Regions from separate parts of the Zea mays genome. Here region 1 is linked to region 2. Evidence: chromatin contacts called from public Hi-C data. All regions are on one chromosome and are shown on one strand. The core of a region is the stretch at or near the end of the contact, and the rest is flanking DNA. Distances in the headings are between cores, read along the strand shown.

Region 1 (7,070 bases), core at 4,159-6,658, 36 kb before region 2:
ATGTGGGCACCCGATGCTACCATAGCTTCACCCTCCGTGCTGACACTCTGGGTCCGCCCCACGCGTCGTGCCCTGTGGGCCCCACGTTGGTCTCTCAGCTACTGCCCTAAGGACCCCTAGTGCCCGCACATGCCCACCACCCGACCCCGTCCGCGCAGCTAGCACTCCGCGCAAAAAAAAGTGCAGAACGAGCACTCGAACCACGACCCCCTACTATAGAAAATTAGGGCTAACCATCAGACCACATACCTTAGTGTTTAGAAATAAACAATAATTATATTTAATAAAATTTTCAATATCTATTTATATGATATATAGCAACCGCAGCAAAGCACGGGTAACTGGCTAGTACAGGTAGAAATAGCTATCTGGCCCATTTCCCTTTCAACTATAAACATCTATCTGCACCGACCGTCGTCCTCTACTTCAAGGAACGCACGATGTCAACTCGTATGAATAAAGCCACCAGTGCCTTGATCACAGATCTCTTTATTTGATACATAATAATCTCAATTTTTTTTAAATCTTAGTATAGTTTCTACTAAATGGGTACAGTGATCATGTACATATCTGTCACCGTTGAGAGTTGTAGTATTATACACACGTATATATGCGTCATATATTTACTATGAAATTACTAGATTGGATTAAACATAAAAACGCCTAGACTCTTTACCGTCCTTTAGAGCCACTAATAGATACAAAAGTCTTGATTGCATAGGACTGACTGACTGAAAATTCGATACTGCTCGATACCGATGCATCCTTTTTTTAATTTTTTAAAAAAAGTAGTGCACATATTGACCGAGCTCGCTCTTGCTAGTGCTCCCCAGGTTCGTCCAATTCAATGGAATGGAGGTCAGCAAGAGGACGTGGACGTCGTGGTGGGATGGGTTCTGCATATTTTGTGTGTGCGTGTGTGCGGCGATGCAACCTAAACACGGACTATTTCTATCCGGAAAAAAACACTCGGTCCAATTTGCGCGGGCCCGACCTGCTTGCTCCGGAGACATACTGGCATATTCGCCCAAATCATTGCGTTCCCACGCGAGGGGCCTTTTAACCCCAGCCCGGCCCTGCGAGCGAGACCACCCCACCCATTCACTCGCCTGCGCTCCCTCGCCGCCCCAGTTCCCCACCCCCTGCTCACCCACCCGTCCCCTCCTGCTCGCCCATGGCTCCCATCGCTGTCGGCGACGCCCTCCCCGACGGCCAGCTCGGGTGGTTCGACGAGAACGACCAGCTGCAGCAGGTCTCCGTCCACGCGCTCGCCGCCGGCAAGAAGGTCATCCTCTTCGGCGTCCCCGGCGCCTTCACCCCGACCTGCAGGTCCCTACGCCCTGTCCCCTGCCCCGTCTCTTCCTCCCACTCTCTCGGAGATCTCCGAGCCTTTTGGCCCCTGTGTTTTGGGGGAGAACGGTCTCGGTCGGTTCGGCGGGCGGTTATATGGGCTCTCTTGGGATTAGTTCCAGTCCGGATTCGGAATGAATACTAGTGGTTTAGTTTTGAGCAACAGATCTACGAGGAAAAAATTGGGCGGGGGTGGGGGTTGAGTTTTTTTAGCCATGCCAGCTGCGCTTTCTGCTGCAAGTGGGTATCCGGCAGAGAAGAGCAACCATGCTTGTGCGCTGAGAGGATCGTGAAATAGTCTGGCCTTAAATTGCAGCACAACCGGTTCCACCTCCTAGTCAGCGTCATGCGCGTTGCTGGCAGTAAGGAGCGGAACCTCTCAACGTTGGGTCAGCAAGAAAACCACGGCCGTCAAGTGGAGGGAGGGGTCTATGGACGCAGGGGCGGAGCCAGAATTATGTTATATGAGGGGCCCAGCAAATTTATCAAATCCTATAACGCACCGTTTGGATCATTGGAATTGAATTTCATTCTAATAACGCCCCGTTTGGATCACTGGAATTGAATTCCATTCTAATAATAGTAATTTAGGCATATATCAATTAAGCTAATTCACTTTTATACAAAATATATTTGTATACTCTTATTAGCAAGATGTCCTAGATATTTATGTGCTACATTTTTACTATAGAGTAGTAGAACGAAGAGTGTCATGTAAGTTACAGATTAGAAACAAATTCTAATCATGCATAAAATCATTTCCTATCCTCCACCCTATGAATTTGAGATAGGCTTATATCTGAATTTTGGAAAATGGTGGAATGCCAAATTCCAAACTAAATAAGTTACTTTATTGAGTGAATTCCAATTCCTTTAAAATGAAGGGATCCAAACGCCCCGTAATAGTAATTTAGCCATATACCAATTAAGCTAATTCGGTTTTATGCAAAATATGTCTGTATACTATTATTAGCAAGATGTCAGAGATATTTATTTGCTATATTTTTACTATAAAGGAGTGAGTTGAAGAGCGTCCTATAAGTTATAGAGTAGAAACAAATTCTACTAATAAATAAAATTATTTTTCATCTTCCACCCCATGAATTTGTGATAGGCTTATATCTGAACTTTAGAAACTGGTGGAATGTCAAATTCCAAGCTAAATAGGTTACTTTATTAAGTGAATTCAATTCCTCTAAAATAAAGGGATCCAAACGCCCTGTAAGGTACAAAATATAATAGGATATATACACATGTATATACTAATTTGCGTATATCAATAAATTATTAAAAAAAATACTTACACCATATAATTGTAAATTAATTAATTCCAACAGAGATCAAAATAATTAGCCTGTACGATGATCGACCAAATTAAAAGCTTCGATTATATTATGAGTCATAGTTGTCAATTCTATATCAATATAGATCGATGATCAAGTAACTTTACATAAAAACTTTACATAAAATCATCTACCATTTTATTTCGTAGATGTGCTTTGATAAGTTTTGTAGCTAAAAGGCTCTCTCAATGGTTGCAGTTGAGATTAGAAGGGTGATCATTAATCTTAATAATCCGTAAACCATTTGATACATGGAACTTTTACACAATTTAAGATGGTTTTTTACTAAATTGGTAAGTGATCGTAATGTATTTGGCTCTAGATGGTTGTATAATCAAGGTGAAACATCAAATTTGTCACGTGCACAACAACTATTTGGTGACAACATTGGACTGAAATTCGTCGATTTTATTATTAGAAACGAATTTGATGCTTCAAATTTTGCAACAAAATTTTAGTTGGATAGAGAAATTTATTTTAACCAAAGAAACTTTTATGTTTCATAGTATGTGTACGGGAGAGTTAAGGGGGGCCAAGGTCCCTGACCCTTGTCTCTATCTTCTTAATATTTATCTAAAACGCAGTCCTCCTGCGTTTTTCGAGAAAAAAGGCCCCTGCCCCCTTGCTCCGCCCCTGTATTGAGGCGCTATTCTGAACCTCTAAACTACTAATAGTTAGCTGCTAAAATTAGCTGAGTGATTTAGAACATGTCAGCTAATTGTTAGTTATGCCTCTCAAATAGCATAGCTATTAGTTGTTAGCTGCTCCAACCCACCCAAAACCAGCTAATGACTTATTAGTTGACTAACAATTAGGTGTTGTTTGGTTCATATATTTGTAACGTAATGGGTAGCCGATAACTTTACATCATGTTTTTTTAAGTCCAACCATAATCAGATATCACACTAGGGACTAATATCGACATATTCAAAGTTTCAAACTTGTTACCACTGGTACTCGGGTGTGAACCATTTCCATTTACGTTACATTTCGTGAACCAAACAACACCTTAGCTCTAGAGGCTTGGAACAGGTCTTAGTTCGCCCAACTGTACATGCAACTTGAATAAGGACTGCGATTGTTGAGATCTGAGCCTTCAAGCAGCACCCATCCCACAAACGATGGGAAGAGAAAGTGTCGCGCATGTAGAAAGATCCGCATCTTCAGTGGAAACCACGGCCCCCTCCCAATTAATGGATTGTGATTGTGATTGTGTAGGCAGGTCCTTCTTGATTAATTGTCCCTTTACAGACCAGTGTATTTTTCATGCATTGTAGCTTTCCTCTTGTAGCTACTGAATTTTATCTAGTCTAACTACAGCCCATGATTCCAGTTTATAGTGTGAACAAAAGGTATTATCTCTTGTTTTGGTTATTTACGGATCATAGCTAGTTTGAGTTAGTGCTTATTACTCCTCTATTCCAAATTGTAAGCCGTTTTGGGTTTTCTAGGTGCATAGCAAAGGCGCATAGATATACATTATTGTCTATACACGCAGTAAAAAGTAAAAAGTATATGTATATAAAAAGGTCAGAACGGCATACCAATTTTGGAATGAAAAGGGAGTACTAACCTAAAATTGCTTAGCTGCTTTAGTTCGAGAAGCTCAATGGAAAATTGCAAACTACTTAAAATCTAAAAGGATTAGATTTGAAGGTAAATTCCACTAACCGAAGCCAGTAGTTTTGTTGCTTCCTATATCTCTGAAATCTTTCTACTGTTCTGTGAAAAGCTGAAGCACTCATGCTGTCTCTATTCCGTGCGTGTCTTCTATGTTCATAGCAACCAGCATGTGCCAGGCTTCATCACACAGGCTGAGCAGCTCAAAGCCAAGGGTGTAGACGAGATCCTGCTTATCAGCGGTACGTTTCCAGCATATGTTTGCCTGTCTGTCTTTTTTTTTTTTGCTTATTTCTTCATCGTCAAATGTTTAAAGCTTAAAACAAAAGCAAAATCCTGACCTACTATCCTGTTTTACACGGACTGAATACCATCAGTTTGCCATGTTGCGCGTGTATGGCCTCCTCGACCAAAAGCAGCTAGTAGGCCAGCCAGAGCCAGATCATGACAGAACTTGTTTCCGCTGTGACATGCAGTTAACGACCCCTTCGTCATGAAGGCGTGGGCGAAGACCTACCCCGAGAACAAGCACGTGAAGTTCCTCGCCGACGGATCTGGAGCGTACACCAAGGCGCTCGACCTCGAGCTCGATCTCACGGACAAAGGGCTGGGCGTGCGCTCGAAGAGGTTCGCTCTCCTGGCCGACGACCTCACGGTCACCGTCGCAAACATCGAGGAAGGCGGGCAGTTCACGATCTCCGGCGCTGAGGAGATCCTGAAGGCGCTTTAGAAGCTCCGTCTCCTCTAGAAGCCGCAGCAACGATCGGTCTATAGTTTGAACTCGCCTTTGAATAACTTGTCGTTGGGCAAGGTCTAGTTCGGTGTTGTGTATGGAACGGTCGTCACTGAGTCATGCACGATTTGGTATCCGTGTTGTTTATGTTCACCGGTTTGAGGAACTCTCTGATCCGCCGTGACACAAAGTTGATCCTGAGAGAACGACCGAGTATTTTTTTTTCCTGCAATTTGCTGCCGTCGTGCAGAGTGCAGCTTTGCGCGCTCCTTTAGATGCTAAAACATGAGCGGCCATGGTGGGATGCGTGGCAACGACGGGTTATGTGCTCGCCGGCCGTGCAGCGGTTTCTGGTAGCAGCCGTGCTCAGATGCATGCGATCAGTAATAAATTTGGACAGCAACGCGTGTTAGCTTCCCTCGGCCAAGGCCAACATCCCGTGGTCCTATTTTTTGTGTGCAAGCATAAACTATTTACTGGGCCCGTTTCAGAAATGCAGCGTGCATGTCAAAACTGCAGTGGCATGGTGAAATCGACCGGAAATATTAGTGACGTGACGTCGGGGTATTTCATTGCTGACCTTGATGTTTACAATGGTCGGCGAGACAAACATCAAGGTCATGACATGCCAGAAACGACCAAGTATTTGGACATTGATTAATTCGACGATGTGGTCGTCGAGACGGCGACCTAGAGGAGCCAGTCGATCTCCTTGCTCCATGGCGCTCTCAGACACGTGTGGTAAACTTGACCAAAGCAACCAGCACAAATAAAGAAAAACCTTCCTCTACGCTCTTGTTTCTGTCGGTGTTTTGACTCGAGCGTCTTAACCAACTAGTAAATTTGTGTTGCGTATCCTTGTCCTGTATGATTGATACAAGAAGACACACAGGATTTATTCTAGTTCGAGCAAGAGAAGAACCTACATCCAGCGAGGATGGAGACTTATATTATCTTGTACCTAAGTGCTCATAGTGGGGATACAAGCAAGTCGAGAGAGGGGGTGAGTTACAAGTCTCTGAGTATGATTGTAGCGAGTGCCAATATCAGGAGTGAGGTGAGTCGTGAGCCGTGAAGTCTTCCCATGAAGGCTCCGGGCTCCTCCTTTTATAGTCGTAAGGGGGACTAGGAGTACAAGGGTTGTTATGTTATTGTTGTGGTTAGAGAAGATGTGTTCGAGCCCTGTAGCGGCATGGCCGGTAGGATGGCCCTCGTCCTTGTGTTGTCTTTTGGTCAGGAGAAGGACGTCTGATCCCTATAGCATGTTCCTTTGATTGGGTAGACAGCTGAGGCTGGGTTCAGGAGCATGGACAGACGTCTGAGCCCTAGCCGGTACAGGGTGTGGATGAGATGTTTTCCAAGTTTCTCGAGTCGGAGTGGTTGAAATAGTGCTTGGCATGGTCTTCTGCGAGGTTCGCGAGAGAGTAGGTGGCATTTAATGTGCGTGCTCCCTTACTGGGGCAGTTAGCCGAGGCCGGGCTCGGGCGAGGCAAAGATTTCTCCCGAAGCCAAGGTCGGGATTAGACATTACATGTAGCCACGCTCTGGGTGGTTGAAACAGTGATCGGAGTGGGGGAACAGTGCCCCGTATTCGCGCCCTTACCATCGTCGTGAGCGGTAAGGTAGATTAGACCGTAACCGTATCGTCCTTTGTTGACTTTGGCACCTTCAATGGGGCAGGTGAACGTACGGACACACGTTCTGGGATCGGAGTGGTTGGCCGAGGTGGGCATGCTCCGGGGCACCGCCCGAGACACCTTCGGGCGAGTTGGGAATGCGTTTTCCGCCCGAGGTTGGCCTCGTGCGAGTTGCGACTTAGGTTCTACGCGCCTTGGTAAGGTTGGGAGCGTGTTTTCTTATGACCTTTTCTTACTCAAGCGTCTAGGCATTTTAGAGTTATGATTTGGGTACCCCTAATTCGGTATCTGGTAGTTTCGTTAGGCCTTGTTTGGGTACTCTATTATTCACCTCAATCCACATGTGTTGAGGTGGATTGGGGTGTTAATTTACACCCCAATCCACCT
Region 2 (6,931 bases), core at 2,026-4,525:
GACTACGGCCTCCTACTGCGACCATCCCCGACGTCGGAGCTCGTGGTCTACACCGATGCTGACTGGGCTGGCTGTCCCGACACGCGCCGGTCCACCTCCGGTTACGCCGTGTTCCTGGGCGCCAACCTCGTCTCTTGGGCCGCCAAACGGCAGCCCGTCGTCTCTCGCTCCAGCGCTGAGGCCGAGTACCGCGCCGTGGCCAACGGCGTGGCAGAGGCCTCCTGGCTGCGACAGCTCCTCCACGAGCTCCACAGTCCCCTTCAGCGCGCCACCCTCGTCTACTGCGACAACGTCAGCGCGGTCTACCTCTCCACCAATCCCGTGCAGCATCAGCGCACGAAGCACGTGGAGATCGACCTGCACTTCGTCCGCGAGCGTGTCGCTGCCGGTGATGTTCGGGTTCTCAGCGTCCCCACCACGTTGCAGTTCGCTGACATCTTCACCAAGGGATTACCGTCGAGTGTATTTTTAGACTTTCGCTCCAGTCTCAACATCTGTACAGGATAGAGTTGTGACTGCGGGGGGGTGTTAGAATACCCGTTTAGGGTTTGGGGTTTTCCCTGTGGAATTACTGTCTCGCCCCTCTGTAATGGGCCTGGCCCAGTTTACTCAAGTCTATAATACACCACCCAACCCCTGTTAGGGTTAGGGTTTTCCATTCCAACTCATGGTGATCCCGCCCCATACAAATAAAAATGACACCACCAATAGAAACCAATCATAGCCGCAGCCGCTTGTTCAGGTTGACTGAGTCAAGAAACCACCCTAATAGACCAAATAATGAACTTGCTCAGAAGCTTCGTTTCAATACTAATTTGGACTGATGCATTACATAAATCTTTTACTCTATGATTTTAAAAAGGTAGAAATAATTTAAAGCGTAGCATGTTCAAGGGCATATTACACCAAATTTTAGTGACTAGAGATGCTCCAGAGTGCATGGAAATTTCTCCAAGTGGAATATAAAACGCTCCTTATTTGCTCATCAGAAACCTCATCATCGTACCAACTCTGTCAACCATTGAACAGCTAGTTTTCTTTTAGAACTTGTCTGAATTAAGAAGCAGACTACGTTGTCCTGGATAAACTCGACAGAAGAACAGGTACATTTCTTTCAATGTACGCAATATAAAGTCAAACGCGATAACTGCAATATAAATGCAATGTACGGGCGCCAAACAATAAACCAATGCCACTACACCCTTGTGCCGTGAAAGATACAGTCAAATGGAAGACCCGTTATTAAACAGGATAATGAAACGTTGGTTGTTGGCAATCATGACGATACATGCTGATACGAGTGAAATGGAAATTCAAACCAAACCACTGCACATTTAGAAGGGGAGGAGGACATCCAACTCACAGCATCACGACTCTGCCATCGGCGCAGCGCACGCCGTTCCAACTGCAGGGGTCGCCGTCGCCCGGGCTCCAGCTCACCATGGCGCCATACAGATCCTCCTCCACCCTTGACTGGAACTTGAGCAGTACCGACCCTGCGCACGCCACGATCGAGGAACGCGCACCAAGTCAGCACGACAGATGCAAGAGCCGAAACCAAACATCAGCGGCGAGACCGCGCCGGCCGGTACCTTCGAAGTTGACCGCCGAGCAGCCGTCCACGGCGAGGTGAAGCGCCAGCACGAGAAGCGCCAGCGCCGATGAAATGGAGCCATCCATCCTGCGCGTCCTTTTTTCCGTTCCGCAGGCGCGCGAGCGACGACCTAGACGACGGCGAGGCGTCGTCACGTGATCCTCTTCGCCAGCCTCTTGAGCCGCCTGGGATGCATGGTCAGGCGCGGGGGGCAGGCATTGCGCCCGCGGTAGCTGCAGGGACGACGCGAGCTCCACCCAGACCCAGGCGCGGCAGCCTCGCGTACGCTTCGCGCCTGCGTGCAACAAGGAAACAAACAGGCAGGAACAGGAACAGGTCAGAGGCGCCAGAAAAAGGGCGACGGGGAGCGGAGGGAACTTGCGATCACCATAAAGCGAACAAAACAGCTCTAGCGCCCCTTTTTTTTGGGTTTTGCCTGACGATCTTGCTCACACAGCACGCGATTCGAATCGAGAAACCGAAAAGAGGAATGGGAGAAGGGGTGCTTACACGGCGGCGGGTGGGGCAGCGGAGAAGAGGGGGGAGAGGAGAGAGAGATGTGGGGAGAGGAGGAGGGAAACAGCGGTCGTCCGCTGTTGGAGGAACGGGTAGGTAATTGGAGAAGAGACCAAGAACGGCAGGCGCGACACGACGAAGCCAAAAAGAAAACAAACAGACAAACAAACACACTTTGAAAGAAGATTTCACGGCGCATCCTCTTGGCTGTAATCGTGTTTGAGGTCGCGCCTTTTTAAAAAATAAAAATAAAAAATAAAAGCGACAGTCGTGAAGAGAATTCTTCCTCCGCCACCTGTAGGACAATTCCACGCCAGGATTCCAGAGACGGGCTTAAAAAACTGGATAATATATGAGGGACAGGGAGGTCGTTGTCATCAAGGGTGGAACGCGACTCTGCAAGTCTGCAGAACGCGCGCGCGCTGACATCGTCATCTCCGGCGACGGATTCGACGGCCCGCATTTTAGAAACCCTTTGGCGCCCGCGCCCATCATCATCCCATATGGCAGGAGAATATGGCCCGCACCGCATTGACATTGTTCCGGGGGTAAAGGAAATAAATTTATTAGAACATGTGTATAGATATTAAAACGGTTCTCTAAACTCAATAGACAATTAAAAACTATATTATACAAGAGAAAAAAGTATCTATAAATATAGTTTATTAATAAACCCTTTAAACACCAATTAAACACCCGAATAGCCTTTGAACACCCTTTAAACACCCGAATAGCCTTGCTTTGCTGTGCTTCAAGGGGAAAAGGAAATAAATTTCTGAACAAGGGACGGGAATAGTTAAACCGGGTCAAGAATCCCAAATCGGTTGCAGCTACCTTTTCGAAACTAAAAATAAAAAATCAAAGAGTTTTGTTAAGGGAAGAGCAACAAGCCAACAACACGGAGCTAAGGTTTCCAGGGCTAGCTGATAGGAAATGCGATCGACAGATGCCGATAGCGTTGCAACTCGCTGAGGCGCTGCAGAGATGGACCCTTACCCGTGGTTCAGCGCCGCGGCCTGGCGGCCGGCGGCTAGGTGATTAGATCGCTTTAGTCGCGCGGAGCTCCTCACAAGCTTGCGATCTGTCGTGGTGTGGGGGCCGGTGGCCGGCGGCCGGCGGCGAGCCGAGGCGAATCACGGGCTCACGGCTGGTTGCCTGGTTGGCTTGGGTTCGAAGAGACGCGCGGTAGGGCCCGCGCGGGGGGCAGGTGAGGTGGGGTTCGAAGAGACGCGCAAACGAGGGGGAATTCTAGTGATTTTTTTATTGCTTTAGCTAATTGATTGACGATGCCTTGGAGCTGTGGGCCAGCCTAGCTGTCCCCCGTATCACTGGCTGTGCCTTGTCTTTTTCTTTCGACAAATAATAATGATTTATTCGCTTTATTTATGTCCGTCGTTCTTCTTTTTTTCCGAAATTTGTTTATTTACTCATTCAGTTTATGTCCGTCGTTCTTCCGTTGAGAAAATGAAATGGAAATCCTCGCCTGCCGCACGTCGTCGTGGTGCCAGACAACCGTCGTGAAGGCCATTCTCCTGAATTCAACGCGCACTTGCAACACAGCAACAGCATCCGTTCCCTACTTTATTTCTTTTGAGAATAACCTCGTCAAATATATGTCAAGATTTAAGTCTCAACACATCACACATGATAGTGGCATGGATACCATATGTCCATATCAATATAAGGTTGCATCAAGAATTCACTTTGAATTCTCTGACCGTCTCCAACAGGTCATGCATATTATCGTACAAATCACTGTTTTGCATTGTTTATATTGTAAAGATTAAAATAGGGGATGATCTGGCCACTGATAAGATACTATAGAAAAATTTGAAAAAAAGCACCACCTCTATATAAAGAATACCTGAACTGCACTCGGTTGTGCACTACTGAACTGGTTGACTAGCTATAGAAAAAAAAAGAAGCCTTCACCGCGTAAGACCTAGTGCATGTTTGGTTTGTGGCTAAATATGTCACACTTTATTTAAAGTTAGTCGTCTGAATTGAAGAACTAACATTAGACAGAAAAGTTAGACAAAATGTGATAACTTAGAACACGAAACCAAACATGCCCCTAATCACGTACAAAGGCGTCGAACGTCCGCCTTCACTCGGTTTTACTTAATTTTGAATATACCACTTCGGCGTAGAGATGATTCAAATTTTGATTTAGTTCCTAAATTTAATGATCTGATGGAGACCAAGCTTTTTCTCTCTCCTGAAATTTGTTTAGCAACTTTCTAATTACATATTTAGGGTCATTTTTTAGTTAGTTATTATAGGTGCTCTAACCAACACTTGCAAATCCCTCTAACCAAAGATTAGTCCCTCTAATTAATCGGGGCCTAAAACATAACGAGCTTCCCCTATCAGATCCATTGCAGAAAGGAGCTAATCATGGATAAAAAAGGTTCGTTGCCGACCTGCTATGGATGTGCTGCTCAAATGCCTCCAAAGATCAATACATTAGTTGAACCGATCTGTTTTGATATCCAATATAGCATTGTCGCTTCTTAAGCTATAGCCAGCAAAGCGTGGCGGACCTAGGATTTTTAACCTAGGGTAGTAGTCAAGACCAAAAATAATACCATGCATAATTTGGTACTATATATATAATTTCTATCAATTCGTTGGATGAGTAGAAAATAACTAAAATGTGTTATAATGTATTTAATTCATCAAGTTAGGCTGCATATTACATATATTTGTATTTTTGGACCTAAACTCTGAGTAGTAGTTTATTTTTGGAGCAAATTATAAGGTAGTCAGGGACCTATCTACAACACCCTTTGGATCTGTTCTTGCGTGTATAAAATATTGTTTTGTATTGTATAATGTACTAAATAGATTTTTTGAAATAGGAGATGACGATGAGTAAGATGCTAGAGATAGCCTTATATATCAGATGGATGTCATATTTTTGCAACATTTGGTGTCATAATTACTTATTATTTGCACGCATTATAACTGGTTACACTTCTACATTAAGAATCTGATATATCTTTAATTTTTCCTTAATCAGATTATAGGCTGGAATATTTGTTTTTTCAGAAAAAAAAGGTCAGGATAAAGATACAAAGACTTCACTGGAAAAGAAATTTCGGTCCCTCATATCAGAGAACAATTTCACTTCTATTTTGTAATCATTTAGTCTTGCACAGTGTTCGATACAAGAATTGTTCGAATCTCAGTTCATCAAAACAAGGGTAAACAGAAGAACAATATTGAGTTGATGGCTTATGACATGGAACATAAAAATAACAGTACAGCCATTACAGATTAAATATTAGTAAGACAGTTCTTGAAGAAAAAAAGTAAGAAAATGCATAAGTGGAATTTAACTCAGTCTGGAGAGTACAGTAGCAAGTCTGCTTATGCTGCGTTCTTTTTTTGGTTCCATACGTTTTACACGTTGGAAGAGAATTTGGAAGAGTTGGGCTCCACTTCGCTTCAAATTCTTCATCTGGCTGGTATTCAAAAAACCGGTGCTGGACAACAGATAGGCTAGCTAAAAGAGGACTATCTCATCCTGAGACTTGTCCTCTTGGTGATCAGGAAGAAAAAACCATCCATCACCTTTTAGTGGGTTGTGTCTTCTCAAGACAGCTCTGGACTCTGGTCACACATTTTCTTGGCACTAAGATTACACCGGATTTGGTACCTACATGGCTGAATCGACACTCCCCAAATGGTGGAGACAAGTAGCTAGACCTGTGCCAAAAGAAAGGCGAAAGGGGCTGAATTCGTTAATCATTTTAACGACTTGGGAGATTTGGAAGCTTAGAAATTCATGTGTTTTTTAACTTGCATTCCTGACATCCTTAGACGGATCATGGAGGAATGCAGGATATGGTGGTGGGCTGGTGCTTCAAATCTGCAAGATTTAATTATTTGGTCGTTGTCAGGACGGGATGATCTTCACCAAATTAGTTTGCCTTTGCCTTATCTTTTGGTCATGTTTTAGAACTGGTTTGTACAGTTAGGGTGCTGTGTGAGTGGGTGTGGGTCTTGTAAGTCTTTCCTTTTTAATGAAATGACACGCACTGTGTTGTTATCCTAGAGGTTCTGAACTTGGATAGTTGGATTTACATCTTTACAAGGGTAACCAAGAAAAGATCAAAAGACGAACGTCTCATGTGCTGATCAATACTTGAGCCACAGAAGTTGACAAGGGATATAGCGGAAATCATGTGCATAGCATGCATACAGATTGTTCCTTGCTACATCCATCTGCAATAATTGGCAACAATACTCTATGAAAAATATGGAAAAGGTGAGTGTTTGCAGCTTATGGCCTCAAGCTTTGAATTATCAATATTCAAACTTCCCTGTATTTGAGTAATCATATTTTTGAGGAACAGAACTTGGCAACGGCTGCATAATAGGACCGACCTTTGTTGTTTTCGGCATCCTGTTATACTGTATTTTCTATCACAATCAAACACTTCTAGTAAGTAGGCACAGTACAATATCAAATGCTGCACCCAGAGGCAATAGGCAACAAACTTTGTTTATAACTGCCAGTCACAGTCACAGATCAATAAATGATGCTCATGGTATTATGACTTGTGAATTTGAAAGTAACCAGTATAAAATTAATCAAACAAAGCAAGCTTTATCGCTTATGCTCCCAAATCAGCCTTTGTATTATACTAAAAAAAGAACTAATTCCTTACGTGAAAATTTTCCATTTCTAACTTTGTACCGATAACCAAACGTTGAATGCAATACACTCCATCAGTCGTGGTAATTATGATTTGGAGTACTAGAATTTACTAACTGTGGTTATTATAATTTCTGTAACACCACCTATTGGCCAGA

The links. A called contact is a pair of places that touch in the nucleus more often than the background predicts.
Region 1: a contact with region 2 is called in a Hi-C map of leaf, with 1.9 times the contacts expected there. The contact joins the enhancer-like site here to the promoter of LOC100191464 in region 2. A contact is called at or near these places in 9 of 25 Hi-C or Micro-C datasets (bundle sheath, ear, endosperm and 3 more).

What each region holds. Positions count from the first base shown.
Region 1 is chr8:154,299,274-154,306,343 of Zm-B73-REFERENCE-NAM-5.0, reverse strand. LOC100283392 reads left to right here and starts at 1,150. Exons shown (of 3, transcript NM_001245900.1): 1 at 1,150-1,329; 2 at 4,476-4,555; 3 at 4,790-5,210. The coding sequence starts at 1,175. The coding sequence ends at 5,043. Within about 2 kb of position 5,408, at least 6 of the 20 cell types and tissues checked have an H3K27ac peak or open chromatin away from gene starts, as enhancers often do. A contact at or near this core is called in ear, leaf and leaf mesophyll, where this site is marked.
Region 2 is chr8:154,261,333-154,268,263 of Zm-B73-REFERENCE-NAM-5.0, reverse strand. LOC100191464 (putative leucine-rich repeat transmembrane protein kinase family protein) reads right to left here and starts at 3,275. Exons shown (of 13, transcript NM_001136897.1): 1 at 3,107-3,275; 2 at 1,593-1,889; 3 at 1,364-1,496. The coding sequence starts at 1,680. LOC103636169 (pentatricopeptide repeat-containing protein At1g30610, chloroplastic) reads right to left here. Exons shown (of 10, transcript XM_008658523.3): 10 at 6,648-6,931. The coding sequence ends at 6,920.